Regions from separate parts of the Sus scrofa genome. Here all the other regions are linked to region 2. A link is a contact called in public HiChIP or PLAC-seq data. All regions are on one chromosome and are shown on one strand. Each heading gives the region's core, a stretch centred on a gene start, on an enhancer-like site or on the middle of the called end of the contact. The rest is flanking DNA. Distances are from core to core; before and after follow the strand shown. Region 1 holds the start of DDX59 (probable ATP-dependent RNA helicase DDX59). Region 2 holds the start of KIF21B (kinesin-like protein KIF21B). Region 3 holds the start of KIF14 (kinesin-like protein KIF14).

What was found. HiChIP or PLAC-seq counts read pairs in DNA pulled down with a chosen protein or histone mark.
Region 1: an H3K27ac HiChIP or PLAC-seq map of alveolar macrophages shows a contact between it and region 2. The contact joins the promoter of DDX59 here to the promoter of KIF21B in region 2. A contact is called at or near these places in 1 of 47 Hi-C or Micro-C datasets (liver) and 1 of 2 datasets of contacts at active chromatin or transcription factors (alveolar macrophages).
Region 3: an H3K27ac HiChIP or PLAC-seq map of alveolar macrophages shows a contact between it and region 2. The contact joins the promoter of KIF14 here to the promoter of KIF21B in region 2. A contact is called at or near these places in 4 of 47 Hi-C or Micro-C datasets (embryonic fibroblasts, liver, mesenteric adipose tissue and 1 more) and 1 of 2 datasets of contacts at active chromatin or transcription factors (alveolar macrophages).

The regions. Positions count from the first base shown.
Region 1 is chr10:23,219,773-23,223,914 of Sscrofa11.1, reverse strand. DDX59 (probable ATP-dependent RNA helicase DDX59) reads left to right here and starts at 1,385. Exons shown (of 7, transcript XM_005653799.3): 1 at 1,385-1,635; 2 at 2,837-3,615. The coding sequence starts at 2,848.
Region 2 is chr10:23,488,565-23,492,679 of Sscrofa11.1, reverse strand. It overlaps KIF21B (kinesin-like protein KIF21B), which reads left to right and starts at 1,599. Exons shown (of 38, transcript XM_021064269.1): 1 at 1,599-1,634; 2 at 1,692-1,852. The coding sequence starts at 1,599.
Region 3 is chr10:23,176,527-23,181,021 of Sscrofa11.1, reverse strand. KIF14 (kinesin-like protein KIF14) reads left to right here and starts at 3,103. Exons shown (of 33, transcript XM_021064497.1): 1 at 3,103-3,583.

The DNA of each region.
Region 1 (4,142 bases), core at 136-2,635, 270 kb after region 2:
ATTCTCCAGCATGCATTAGAGGTAGCAATAATTGGGGCCCTGAAGCACTTCTGGAAAGTTCTGCAGGGCATCCTGAGATCTCCGCCACGGTTTGTCTTGAGAATATTTGTTGAGGAGCTCCCACTGTAGCTCAACAGGTTAAGGACCTGACTTAGTGTCCATGAGGATGCAGGTTCAAACCCTGACTTCCTTCGTGGGTTAAGGATCCAGCATTGCTGCAAGCTACCACCTAGGTCACATATGTGGCTCTGGTCTGGTGTTGCTGTGGCTGCGGTGTAGGCCGGGCAGCTGCGGCTCCAATTGGACCCCTAGCCCAGGAACTTCCATATGCCTCCAGTGAGCCCTGAAAAAGAAAAAGAAGAAAAGAATGTGTATGGAAATGCCAAGGCTTCTGTTTCAGGACCATGGAAGAGACCCATGAGAGTGAGGGGTCTGGAAATTCAAATTTCATTAGCTTCATGGTCAGCTTGCCTCTAACAATAAGAAAATACTAGAGACAACACAAACATCCGCAGAAAAAGGGATCAACAACTATACATAAACTACTTCCCAGACACACACTATTACAGCAGTGAAAATAAATGTTCTACTGCTTGCTTACACTTAACAACTTGGATGAATTTAAAAAAACATGTTCCCACAAGGCTACACATTATTTTTATAAACCTCAAAAAGAGAAAAATGAAACAACGTATCTTTTAGGAATGCCTCCAACTACGACAAAACCACCAAAAATGGCAAGGAGACACCAAGGTTAGGATCCTGGTGGTTGAAGGAGTAGCAAGGGGCAGAATCCCGGGGTGCACGTATATTTGCTCACTATGGATATTATGGAGTCGCAGACTTCCCTCCGTTTTACTAGTATCCTTTAGAAGTTATCTATCTGTTCCACATATGCATAAAATATTAGACTCGAAAGTATTGAGGTCATCACGCTCTGCTTCCCTCCTTCCGGTCCCCCCACTTTCCACCATCACTTCCCCACCAGCTCCAGGGAAGTGCGACCCACGGGGCCCCAGCACGTGACTGTGACTTTCTCCTCCCGTCCGGGTGGGGTGTGGTGGGGATACACAGGGTATCTATCTCACGGGCACATTAAACCCGCTCGGTTCATTCCTCAGTTATTAGCCGTCTAAAAGCGGAACAGGTCTCCGAGCCCAAGGGGCCTCGCCCTCTCCGCCCTCACTCCCACTTAACCGCCCCTCCAACGGTGCCGGCCACCCCACTCCCGCGACTTCCCGGGGCGCCCCGCCTCGGGTCCTCCCGCCCCGCCCCGCCCCGCCCCGCCCATCCGATTACGTAAATTCTTCCAAGAGAATCCCCGCTTTTGCCCCTGGGCTTGGAGCCCGTGGGCTCCAGCCAAGCTCTGGCATTTATCGCCCCCAAGCAGGGGGCCAAGAAGGGGGCGTGGCAAACGCTCCCTTCCGCCCGCCCAGCCGAGCCCCGCCTCCCGCAGTGGCCCCGCCTCCTGCGCGCATCGGCACCTCCCAAAACCAGGAGAAGTGGATTCTGCGCTCCGCACTGCTCCCCCGGCCGCAGGGCGGGCGTGCGGCCCAGGATCATCAGCCGGAAGCCCGGTCCAGCGCCTCAAGGGTGGGCCGGCCCCGAGCGGGAGAGGACGTGGCCGCAGTCTGCGTGAGTGAGCATGCCCCCGTCCCGCGGCTCAGGCCTGCCTCGCGTCCTGCTCCTCTCGAGCGGGACCCGGGCGCCTGGCGTTGGCGGCGGGACAGGCCCTGCGCTGTCCCCTCCCCCTTGCCTCCCTCTCCCCTCCGCCGCCTCCCGCCCGGCGCACCCTGCCGGTCTCCAGGCAGCGCCGTGACGTCACGCGCATCTGCGTGCAGTGCCGCGGTGGGGGGGGGCGACGTCGGGGGGAGGGGGGCTGTGTTGGGGGGAGGGGTGGGGGCGACGCCCGTGGGGGAGGGGATAGGACGGGGCGTTGCGGGAACTGGAGCGAGCGGTGGCCGTCTAGCCCGTGCGGGTTCGGTTCGGTTTCACCGTGAAGCCCTGCGTTCCCGGCTCTTCCTGCTCGCGTGCGGCTGCCCCTCCCCCACGCCCTTGACCATTTCTGAGCCTTAAGGTTGTAACTCTCCACTGTCACGTACATTTTTGTTGGAATCTTTCCGGAAAAATGGAATCTGGCAATGTATCCCAAGGAAATATTGGGAGAAAAGTGTTTATTAGCATATTTGGCAGTCCCCAAATTAGCTTCAAAGCCTGTTTCCCAATCGAGGTCATTTTGCAAAAACTTGTTTTTGCTGTAAATGAGAAGAGCCTTGGTTGGGAGCTGGTACCGGTGCCTGGTTCTGCCTCCAAGAGGCTGTGAGCTCCAAGTCACTTAGCTTCTGGGGGCTCAGCCCGTGATGAAACAAGATAAAACATGCGTGTGCGTGTGTGGGGTGACGCTACGCTATGGCACAGGCGCTCAGGGCTGAGCTTGGCACCTCTGTCCACTGTCCAGGTGTTACTTACTGTGGCTGCTGGTAAAGACTCCCCTTGTGCAATAGCCCTCTTTGTGTTTCCATTTTTGACAGTGTAATGGAAGAGTTTACTCCAGAATATCTCTGATGGCTGGTATTTCAGAGCGCAAGTCAGTCAATGAGCAGAGGTCAATGGTGGGAAGCTGTGTGCATGGAGGACGGGACAGGACTGTTTTCACAGGAAATGGGCAGGGGTGGTGGGGAGGGGACTTGGTCTAAGCGCTGCCTTCTCTGTCCCCTGGAGGCAAAGCCCAGGGACAAGGCTGACTCCACAGTAACCTCAGGGTACTTCATACATGTACTTTATATGTGACTTTCTTGACGGTAAAATCAATCTCACTATATAATCTCCTATACAGAATATTGAAGGATGTTTGTTCCAAGATCCCTGAAAATCAAGCGGAACGCTAGTGATGATGGTAGAAGTTGTGTGGCCAAGAAAATCAAGCCAGAAGGTGAAAATCCTGGGCTGGACGCTGGCGGGTTTGGTCCAGCTGTCACCTCAGACCCCAGAGAACCAGCAGCGCATCCGCATCCAGCCGGCCCGGTGGCTGAGGGGGTTCTGGCTGGACCCGAGCAGGAGGCACAGGACAATCTCCCGGAGGAACCCGTGAAGTCCTTTTCCAAAACCCAGCGCTGGGCAGAGCCCGGGGAGCCAGTGTGCGTGGTGTGCGGGCGGTTTGGAGAATACATCTGTGATGAGACGGATGAAGATGTGTGTAGCCTGGAGTGTAAAGCAAAACACCTTCTGCAGGTTAGGGCAGCCGAGGAGCAGAGAGAGCCACCCCAGGAAGGGAGTTCTGAGCCGGGGGCTCCATGCCCTGCTTCCTACGTCTACACCGAGCACGCCTTCATCTCGAACCTCCGGGAGGACCAGATTGAAAACCTTAGAGGGCAGCTGGGAATCGTGGTGGAAGGGCGAGGTGTCCCCAGGCCCATCATTGACTTTGGGCATTGCGGCTTCCCTGAGACCTTAAACTTCAACTTGAAGACCGCAGGCTACGAAGTTCCCACGCCCATCCAGATGCAGATGATCCCCGTGGGGCTTCTGGGCAGGGACCTCCTGGCCAGCGCTGACACCGGCTCAGGAAAGACGGCCGCCTTCCTGCTTCCCGTTATCACGCGAGCTCTGGTTCAGGTACGAGAGAGCTCACCAGTGTTATTCTCAGAAACAAGCGAGGTGTTTACCAAGTGTCCCCCTCGACTGTGTTACAATTGCAAACTGAAGCTAAATACTTAGGCCCGTGATCACTGGTGCTCCTGGTGATTTTGCTTCTAGACAGTAGTTTGTATGAAAAAACACAATTTTAGGGAATTTTTCTTTTGCTACCTTGAACCAACCTCTTCATCGAAGGCCTAAAAGATTCCTTTCTTACAAGGAGTTTTCACTTTAACAAATGTTCTATCCAAGGGCTAGGCTTTTGGCTTTGGGCAGAAATATCCTGCTGACCAGACGAGCTGTCATTTTTTGTGTCAACCTAGCTGCCTTCAGTTTTGTGTTTTGAAAAATCCGACACCAAAGTCAGAACACTATCGTAGAGTTTCAAAACGCATGGGTAATTGGGATCCATCTTAAAATGGTTCTCCCTTGCCTTACTGATTGGTTTACAGTGCATAAGGCAGTCCCACATATAATTAATTTAACAGACATTTTGAGTAATTACT
Region 2 (4,115 bases), core at 350-2,849:
GATGGACTCAACACTCTGCTGGCCTCCTGCCCCGGGAGGGGCAACTGCTGGCCCCAGAGAGCCCGTCCTCCAGATTCAAATGCTAGTGAAAGGTGTGGGGTCCCCCCCAGGACCTTCCCTATCCCCCTGCCCCTCCTCCATCCTGGAAACTGCTGGCAGCTGCCGCCTGTTTGCCAGAGGATGGGGTGGAGGTGGGGAATGGGTTTGCTCTTGAAATTACTTTGGTTTGGGGGCTACGGATGGAGCAGTCATCTGTGGGGTGGGTGGGGGGAGGGAACGAGAGGAGAGTGGCACCCCAGACACTGCTCATCCCCTAACCCACAGGCTTTTCAAAATCTCCGATGTGGTTTCATCAGCTGAGGGTGATGCAAGAGGCCTGGAGCCAGGCTCCCCTTCCTCCCTTCCCCTAGAGAGCTTCTTCCACATCTGGAGCTGCAGCTGGGTCCTCCTCTTGGGCTCCTTCCAGGGAAGGGAGCTGGCTGAAGTGAGAAAAGGGAGGGCAGCTGGTGAGGGGCCCCGTGAATGGCCCCAATGTTGGAGGTGGGGGGCAGGGAGACGGGCGAGCTCAGAGGGAGGAGAGGGGGACTGGAAAGGCACCTCCGACTTTCCAGGGCAGCCTCCTCCATCACCGGGCCCGGGGCTCCCTTAGTCTTAAAACCCACTTGAAGGCAGAAGGCAGCAGCCCTCAGTACCCCCCTCCCACTGCCTCCCCCTCAGCCTCTACTCAGGTGCCTGGAGCTGAGTACTCCCTTTGTTTCTGTCCCCCAGGGGCAGCTCAGGCCTCCCACACTTACCCTCTGCCCCAAGGCCACTCAAGCAAAGGGGTAGGGGGAAGGGGGTCATCTATGGGTCAAAAAAGTCACTGGAGCCTCGTGGTCTCGCCGAAGGGAGGGGGGGACATCGGGGCTAGGAACTTGGCCCCAGATCAACCTGAGATGAACTTTAAAAGCTGCAGGGTGTGGGTGGAGGGAATTTCAGTGAGACAGTAGCAAGAAACCCCCTCCGTAAAAGTTGGCAATTCACTGTAATACATGCAGAAGGGAGGCTTTCCCGGCGGGCGCCTTCAGAACACAAAACCGCCAGTCGCTGGGAGACGCTCAGCAGAGAAGCCCTAGGCCGGGAGACCGGGTTCTTACCCACGCTTAGCCACTAACTCCTGTGTGACCTTGGTAGTTCCCCTCTCTACGTCCAGGCTTCCGCATTTAGGAGCGGGGGTCCCACAGAGGCTGCAGGTGTGCATCCCTGGGGGCCTAGGCTCCAGCGTGGTCAATTCTCGGCCGGCGTCCTTCCAAGCCCCAACCCTGGCCATCCAACCAACCCCCCCAACAAGTGCGTGGACGCGAGCCGAGGGGTCCCTTTAAAGGCTCCGGCCAGCCCCTGCTGCCGGCTCTGGCCTACGATTGGTGGGGCGGGCCCAGGGGCGGGGCTAGGGCGGAGCCGAGGCTGATTCGGGGGCGGAGCCTTCGCCGGGCCGGCCCCCGCCCCCTTTGTTCCGCGGCTGCAGGCGGCGCGGCGGGGCCGGAGGTGCGCGCGCGGCAGCCGCGCGGTTGGAAGCGGGTCGCGCCGCGGGCTGTCATCTGGCTCCGCGCCGCCGCCCGATGGCGCGAGGGGGCGCGCGGGCCTGGTTCCGGAGAGCCTCCCCCAGCCGCGGGTGAGCCCTCCGCCGGCCCCCGCGAGTATGTCACCTCCAGCCGCAGCAGCCTCCGTCCGCAGCACCCGCGCCCCCGCCTCCCGCAGCCGCAGCCGCCGCCCGGGGCATCGGCCCCCAGACCCCCGCCCCTGATCGACGCGGGACCCAGCGCCGGAGCACCATGGCCGGCCAGGGGGACTGCTGCGTCAAGGTGGCCGTCAGGTAGGACGGGCGGAGGGGCGCGTGCGCCGAGGGCTCGGCTTTGTCTCGCGTGGGCGCGGGACTGGACCCCGGAGTCCCGGGGCACCGTTCGACCCACCGCCGGCGCCCGCTGAGGTCCGGCGGGCCGGGCTGGAAGGCGCCGCGGGCTGGAGGGCGCCTCGTGCTGGCCTGGCCCCCGCAGAGATCCGCGGTCCCGGGGCGGCTGAAGGTGGCTTTGTTTGGGTGGTAATTTCGAGACCCTCTTGGGAGCCCTTAATGATCAGAAAATCGAATAAACAAGGAAATCCGGTATTTCACACCCAGCCCTGGCCCAGGCCAGAGCGTCTGTGTGTTTCCTCTTCGCCTCCCCACGGGCTGCTGTCTCATGCGGGGACGTTGGATGGGGGGATATTTCCCCGCATCCGCATGGGCCAGCCGGTTCTGCCCGCTCTTTCCAGCTGGGAAGGCAGCACGCCACCCGGGGCTGGTTCCACAGACAAAGATCGAGTGCAGGACGAATGGGAGGGCTGGGATGGGGCCTTGGCCCTCCTAGGGGAGTGGCGGCTTTGGAGAGAGCCTGGGGCCGGGGAGGAAGGATGGGGTGTATCTGAGGTTCTGCCTCTGAGAGGGCAGGATGCTGATGCCAATCCTAAGGCCCTCAGACAGAACCGACTAGGGGAGAGCCTCAGTGGCTTACCTGGGACTTAAAGGGACATCCTGGCAGAAGTGAGGTGGGCAGAGGACAGGACACCCAGAGGTGCAGGGTGAGAGAGACGGTGTTCTTTGTGTTGGGTGGGGATGCTTCACACCACGGGCGTCACTCTTCCGGTTTTTGATTTGGTTTTTTCTCTCTGAGAGGCTCTCTTGGTGGGAGAGTGCCAATCTGGGACTGGTCACCAGCACAGGCAGTGGTACAGAGCATCACCCAGCCCTGTGTGACAGGGTGGGGTCTGCATCCCGGTCCAGGGTGGGTCTGAGACAGGTCTTTAAGCTTCCTTGGTTGTAAGTGACCCAGATTCTAGGTTTCCGAGGCCATCACTCTGAGATGCCCTTTCTGCTCCAGGACAGGTGCCCCTCCCCCCAACCCCAGACACCTGGCCAGCCCTCTGCAGCCCCAGAGAGGGTCAGTGGACCGCTGATCATAGCTCTGGGGTTGAAGGAGAGCTGCCCAGGTGCCTTTCCCCCTGCACTCCCCGCTGCAGTCAGAGTATTGCTGGGCCCTGGACAGCCCCAGACAAAGAGGGGCCGCAAGGTGCCTGATGGGCCGCCCAGGGCGGGGCCGCTGCAGGGCTGACTTGGTGGCGGGATCCTATAGAAGCCTAGGGCCATGTGCACGGTGGGGTTGGGAGTGAGAAATGTAAATGAGACAGCTGCAGCAGAGTGGGGGAGCCTGGGCATCATAAAAGGGAAAGTGAAATCCGGCTGGGAGGAAGGGGGCTCGGGGTGCCCCTCCCAAGGGGCTTTCCTTCAGACTCCATCTTACTGGAGAGAGCCGAACAAAGCCCCCCTCCCCCACCTCCGTCAGGGCCCCCAGGCTCGACTGGGGCGTGGTAAGGTGGGGGGAAGCCCCTGGCCTTGGCCCTCTGTGCACAGGAGTGAGGGACAGCTGGTGTCCCCTTCCCACCACCATCACCAGAAGGTTCCCAGGACCCGTCCCACTTAGAGGGCATTGTGCCTGCCCACATCTCCCAGCAGGAGGCGTCATCTCTGCTTCCACTTGCCCTGGGGGTCCAGATGCCCTCACCCCTTACCTCCCTTGCTGATCTGGATGGAAGGGTGAGGAGGTTTGAGCATCAGAAGAGTCAGGCTTTCAGGGGTTCCTGGAAGGTGAAGGTCCCGCCCATGCCCCCCTCCAACCCCAGCAGAGTGTCCAGCCCGGTACACGCCAGACCTCAGTGGGCAGCTGCCCGTGGAAGGCAGACAATGCCTGGACAGCACCCAGTTTCCAATCAAAGAGCTGAGGACAGGACTGGACTGGGGCTGGGGCTGGGACCGGGAGCAGATGGTGCCACTGGGGGGCTGCAGGGGAGAGGTCTTCATGTCTTGGGATCTCCACCTTTCCCTACCCTCGGAAATCACTTGTCCCACTTAAAGGGCTGGGTGGTGGGCCAGAGCAGGGCACTGCTGGGAAGGCCAAGGATTTGGCATTGCCAAGGGCCTGCTGGGCACCACATTCAGCTGTCTTTCTGACTTGCTGAAAGCCCTTTCTTATCTCTGAGTCCTCATGAGAATAATTTATGGCCAGCCCTGGGGCCGAACTCTTAAGACCGGGAGGCTTGGAAGG
Region 3 (4,495 bases), core at 1,854-4,353, 310 kb after region 2:
AGGATCCGAGGCATATCTGTGACCTACACCACAGTTCACAGCAACCGGGGATACTTAACCCACTGTTCGAGGCCAGGGACCAAACTTGTGTCCTCATGGATGCTAGTCAGATTTGATTCCCCTGAGCCACAATGGGAACTCCATTTTTTTCTCTCATTTTGTACCATTTAAAGCATTCTGTCATGATTGGCTATTGAGAGTTTTTCTGCTTTGGGGCTTGCATGGTTTTTTGGTTTCTACTGAAATATTTTTTTAAGAATAAATGTTTGTCAGAGTTCCTGTCATGGCACAGCGGAAATGAATCTGACTAGCACCCATGAGGTTGCGGTTTTGATCCCTGGCCTCACTCAGTGGGTTAAGGATCTGGTGTTGTGTGAGCTGTGGTGTAGGTGGCAGACGCGGCTCGGATCCTGCATTGCTGTGGCTCTGGCGTAGGCTGGTGGCTACATCTTCGATTCAACATCCACATGCCACAGGTGCAGCCCTAAAAACACCAAAAGACAAAAAAAAAAAAGAATAAATGTTTGTCTTGCAGTTAGTAGGTTAGAGAAGAAAAGCATATTGCTTTCTAGAAGGGTTCGATATTTACTCAACAAATATTTATTAAGCTTCTTTTTGTATTTAAAAAATTATGAAAGTATAGTTGACTTACAATGTTGTGTTAATTTCTGCTGTACAGCGAGGTGATTCAGTATTCAGCATCTTTTATATATCAGGCCTTGTATGAGGTTGGGGGGGGGGACACTGTGAGTGGGTGTGGTGGTCCCTGCCCTCAAAAAGTTACCAAGTCCTGTCATTAGAAATGTGTCCTTTTTTTTTTTTTTTTTTTTTTTTTGCTTTTTAGGGCTGTACCCATGGCATGTGGAGGTTCCCAGGCTAGGGGTTGAATCAGAGCTGCAAGCTGCAGGCCTACACCACAGCCACAGCAATGCTGGCTCCTTAACCCACTGATGGAGGCCAGGGATTGAATCTGCATCCTCAAGGATCCTGGTTAGGTCCATTAAATACTGAGCCACATAGGGAACTCCTAGAAATGTATACTTTGAATTTTGATGCAAAATCACCAGCTCCAAAACTAAAAAACATTTTTTTTACTTGTACCTAATTTTTTTTAACATTTGCATTTAATGGCTGGGTTTTACATTCTCCTTTTATCTATTTTTTTTTTGTCTTTTTTTTTTTTTTTTTGTTGTTGTTGTTGTTGTTGCTATTTCTTGGGCACTCCCGCGGCATATGAGTTCCCAGGCTAGGTCGAATCGAACTGTAGCCACGCCTACGCCAGAACCACAGCAACGCGGGTCCGAGCCACGTCTGCAACCTACACCACAGCTCACGGCAACGCCGGATCGTTAACCCACTGAGCAAGGGCAGGGACCGAACCCGCAACCTCATGGTTCCTAGTCGGATTCGTTAACCACTGCATCACTACGGGAACTCCATCCTTTTATCTATTTTGTGATATGCGAATTCTTTATTGTGAAAAATTCCTTTGCCAATTTTTATATTTTATTTGTTTTCTTATTCTATTTATAAACTTATTTTCCTTGTAACACTGAAAGAGATCTTTGTCTTCTGCTATATTTATTTTTCTAGTTTACTGCATTTTTGTGTTAATTTGAACCATGCAGACATTTAAATTTTTTTCTGTATTTTATTTATTTATTTTCTGCATTTTAATTTGTCGATTTTTTCCTTTGCCATATTTTCATTTGCTTCTAGACGTGATCATTTTCCTATAGGTCTGATATTGTAATTGTTTCTCTGATGGTTTCTCTATAACTTAATATTAACACATTTTAGAATTTTTTTTGAGTGAGTTTTAGCATGAGGACTTTATCATCCATTCAACTTTCTATAAAGTTGGAGTCAACTCTGGTTTCTCTTTTTTCTCCCACTGAATCATTCTCATTATCTGCACTTTTTGCTCCTTAAAAAATATATAGTTGCTTTATAATCTCTGCTTAAGTAGATCTCTCTCACTGATCTGGTAATTTTTCAGCATGTATTTTTGTATTATTTTTTCCTGTTTCAAACTCATTGCAATATTTACAGAAACTGAGTTATATCTCACGACATGGGCTTTGGAATTCTAGTTACATCACTTCTGCCTGTCTGATTTTCCACAAGTTTAACTCTAAACCTCAGTCCCTTATCTGTAAACTGGGGATCATATTAACCTTTACCTCCTAAGATATTCATGATTAAGTGAGGAATTCTATAGAAGACACTTAGGATACTTCCCATCGCCAGGCTTTGAACGGGAGAGCCTAGAAAAGTGTGAATGTGGTTAACTTGGGGGGAAACAGCCATTTCCGCACTAGGAAGTCCTGGCTGTGAGGCGGACAGACTGCTCATTTTACACCGAAGCTGGACAGCGTTGTTGTCACTGTCCTCGCTCACACCCACCCAAGCGCCCCGCCCTGGGAAGTGAGTCCTGCTCTGCAGCCGCAGCCCAGGTGGGTGCGGCCGTTGCCTAGGAGACCGAGCGGCGGGTGGGCGGGAGCTCGAATCCGCGCGTCCGGCGAGCGCGCTTCCGGGAGTACGTGCGTGCGCGACGCCCGGCAGCCAATCAGAGGGCGGGGCGCGTATTCAAACCTTGGTCGTGCGGCGGAGGGGTGTGCGGAGTGGAGACTGACAGGTAGGGGCCGCGGGGGCGGGGGGGCCCAGCACGGAGGAGGGAGGGGGGCTGCGAGGAGGGGCTGCGGCGCTGGGGCCGGCGCGTCGGTGCCGAGAGGGGGCAAGCGGCTCGGGAGTATGGGCTGGGCTGGCCCGCGGCCCCAGTGGGGCCGGTCCCCGGGAAGGACCGGGGTCCCAGAGTGGGGCGGGGCCGGGCCTGGCCCTCGGCGTCGCTGACCCTTTCCCGCCCGAGGTGACAGCTGAGAACCCTTCCGGTCTCTTGGCCACCCCGGCCCCCGAACAAAGAACCGTACAGATCCTTTAAGCGGCTGTAAGTGGCAACCGTTTTGTTTGTTTTTGTTTGCTTTTTAGGGCCGCACCTGTGTCATATGGAAGTTCCCAGCTAGGGGTTGAATCCGAGCTGCAGCTGCCGGCCTACACCACAGCCACAGCAACGCCAGATCCTTAAATCACTGAGCGAGGCCAGAGATAGACCCCGCGTCGTTGGCTCCCTTACCATTGAGCCACAACTGGAACGCCAGCCTGCCGGTTTTCAGCCCAGTGCAAGGTCTGGAATCTCTTCTTGCCATTATGTTTGCTTCCGTATTAGGAAGAGTCAAAAGGTTGACGGGAGATGCTTAGAGTCTGGCGAATTTAGAGGTAATGATTGTGCATGATTTTAGAACTCTGTAAGACTTACTTAAAAATGAGCCTCTATTATTTTGTTCCTCCAGAGCCATCATCTCTGGTGTGGACTTTAAAAATACAACAGTCAGCTTCTGTGTTAGCAGGAAGAGTTTATGTGGGACCAGCAGGGAGGGAGCTGCAGTTCAGGAAGACCTTGCTGTGCAGAAAGGACAGACCAGTCCCAGAACAAAGAAGAGGGCTTCCCTGTCTGGGCATCTCCAAGCTGTTGTGGGTTCTGTTGGGGCCACCTACAAGTCCCAGGAATGTTTTGTTTCCCAAGGTATATAAAAGTTATGTTTATGTTATACTGTAGCCTATTCAGTGTGCAATAGCATTGTGTCTTAAAAAAAAAAAAACAATGTATATACCTTCATTTAAAATACTTTATTGGTGGGCGTTCCCATCGTGGTGCAGTGGAAAAGAATCCAACTAGGAACCATGAGGTTGCGGGTGCGATCCCTGGCCTTGCTCAGTGGGTTAAGGATCTGGTGTTGCCGTGAGCTGTGGTGTAGGTTGCAGACACGGCTTGGATCCTGCATTGCTGCAACTGTGGCGTAGGCTGGCAGCTGTAGTTCTGATTCAACCCCAGCCTGGGAAACTGGGAACCTCCATATGCCCTGGGTGTGGCCCTAAAAAGCAAAAAATAAAATAAAATACTTTATTGGTAAGAATGCTCCCCATCATCTGAGCCTTCAGAGAGTGGTCATAGTAACATCAAAGATCTTTGAACAGAGATACCATAACAAGTAGAGTCTAATGAAAAAGTTTGCAATAGTGGGAAGATTACCAAAACCTGACACAGATATGAAGTGGGCAAATGCTATTGGAAAAATGGCACTGATTTGCTGATGTAGTGTTGCTACACTACATCAACTTCCATTTTAAAAAACCCAGTATCTGGGAAGGGCAGCAAAGAACCTGAGACAGGTCTGCCTGTGTGGAGGGAACTGAATGACGGTCCTTGGAGGTGAGAAACAGCTGGTGGTGATGGCCTCTTTAGTGGCTAAGCTATGAATTTTCTCATTGGCTGGGCTGTTGCTAGGCAAAGAGGAAATCTTTCTTCCTCTTTGCCCTGGGATATGAAGGAGGTTCTTCCAGCAGAGTCTGTCAAAAAAAAAAAAAAAAAAGGCAAGGGGTAAAACACAAGAGCTCCTGTTCAGATCCCCGCAACTCTATCTTAAATGAGGTCTCC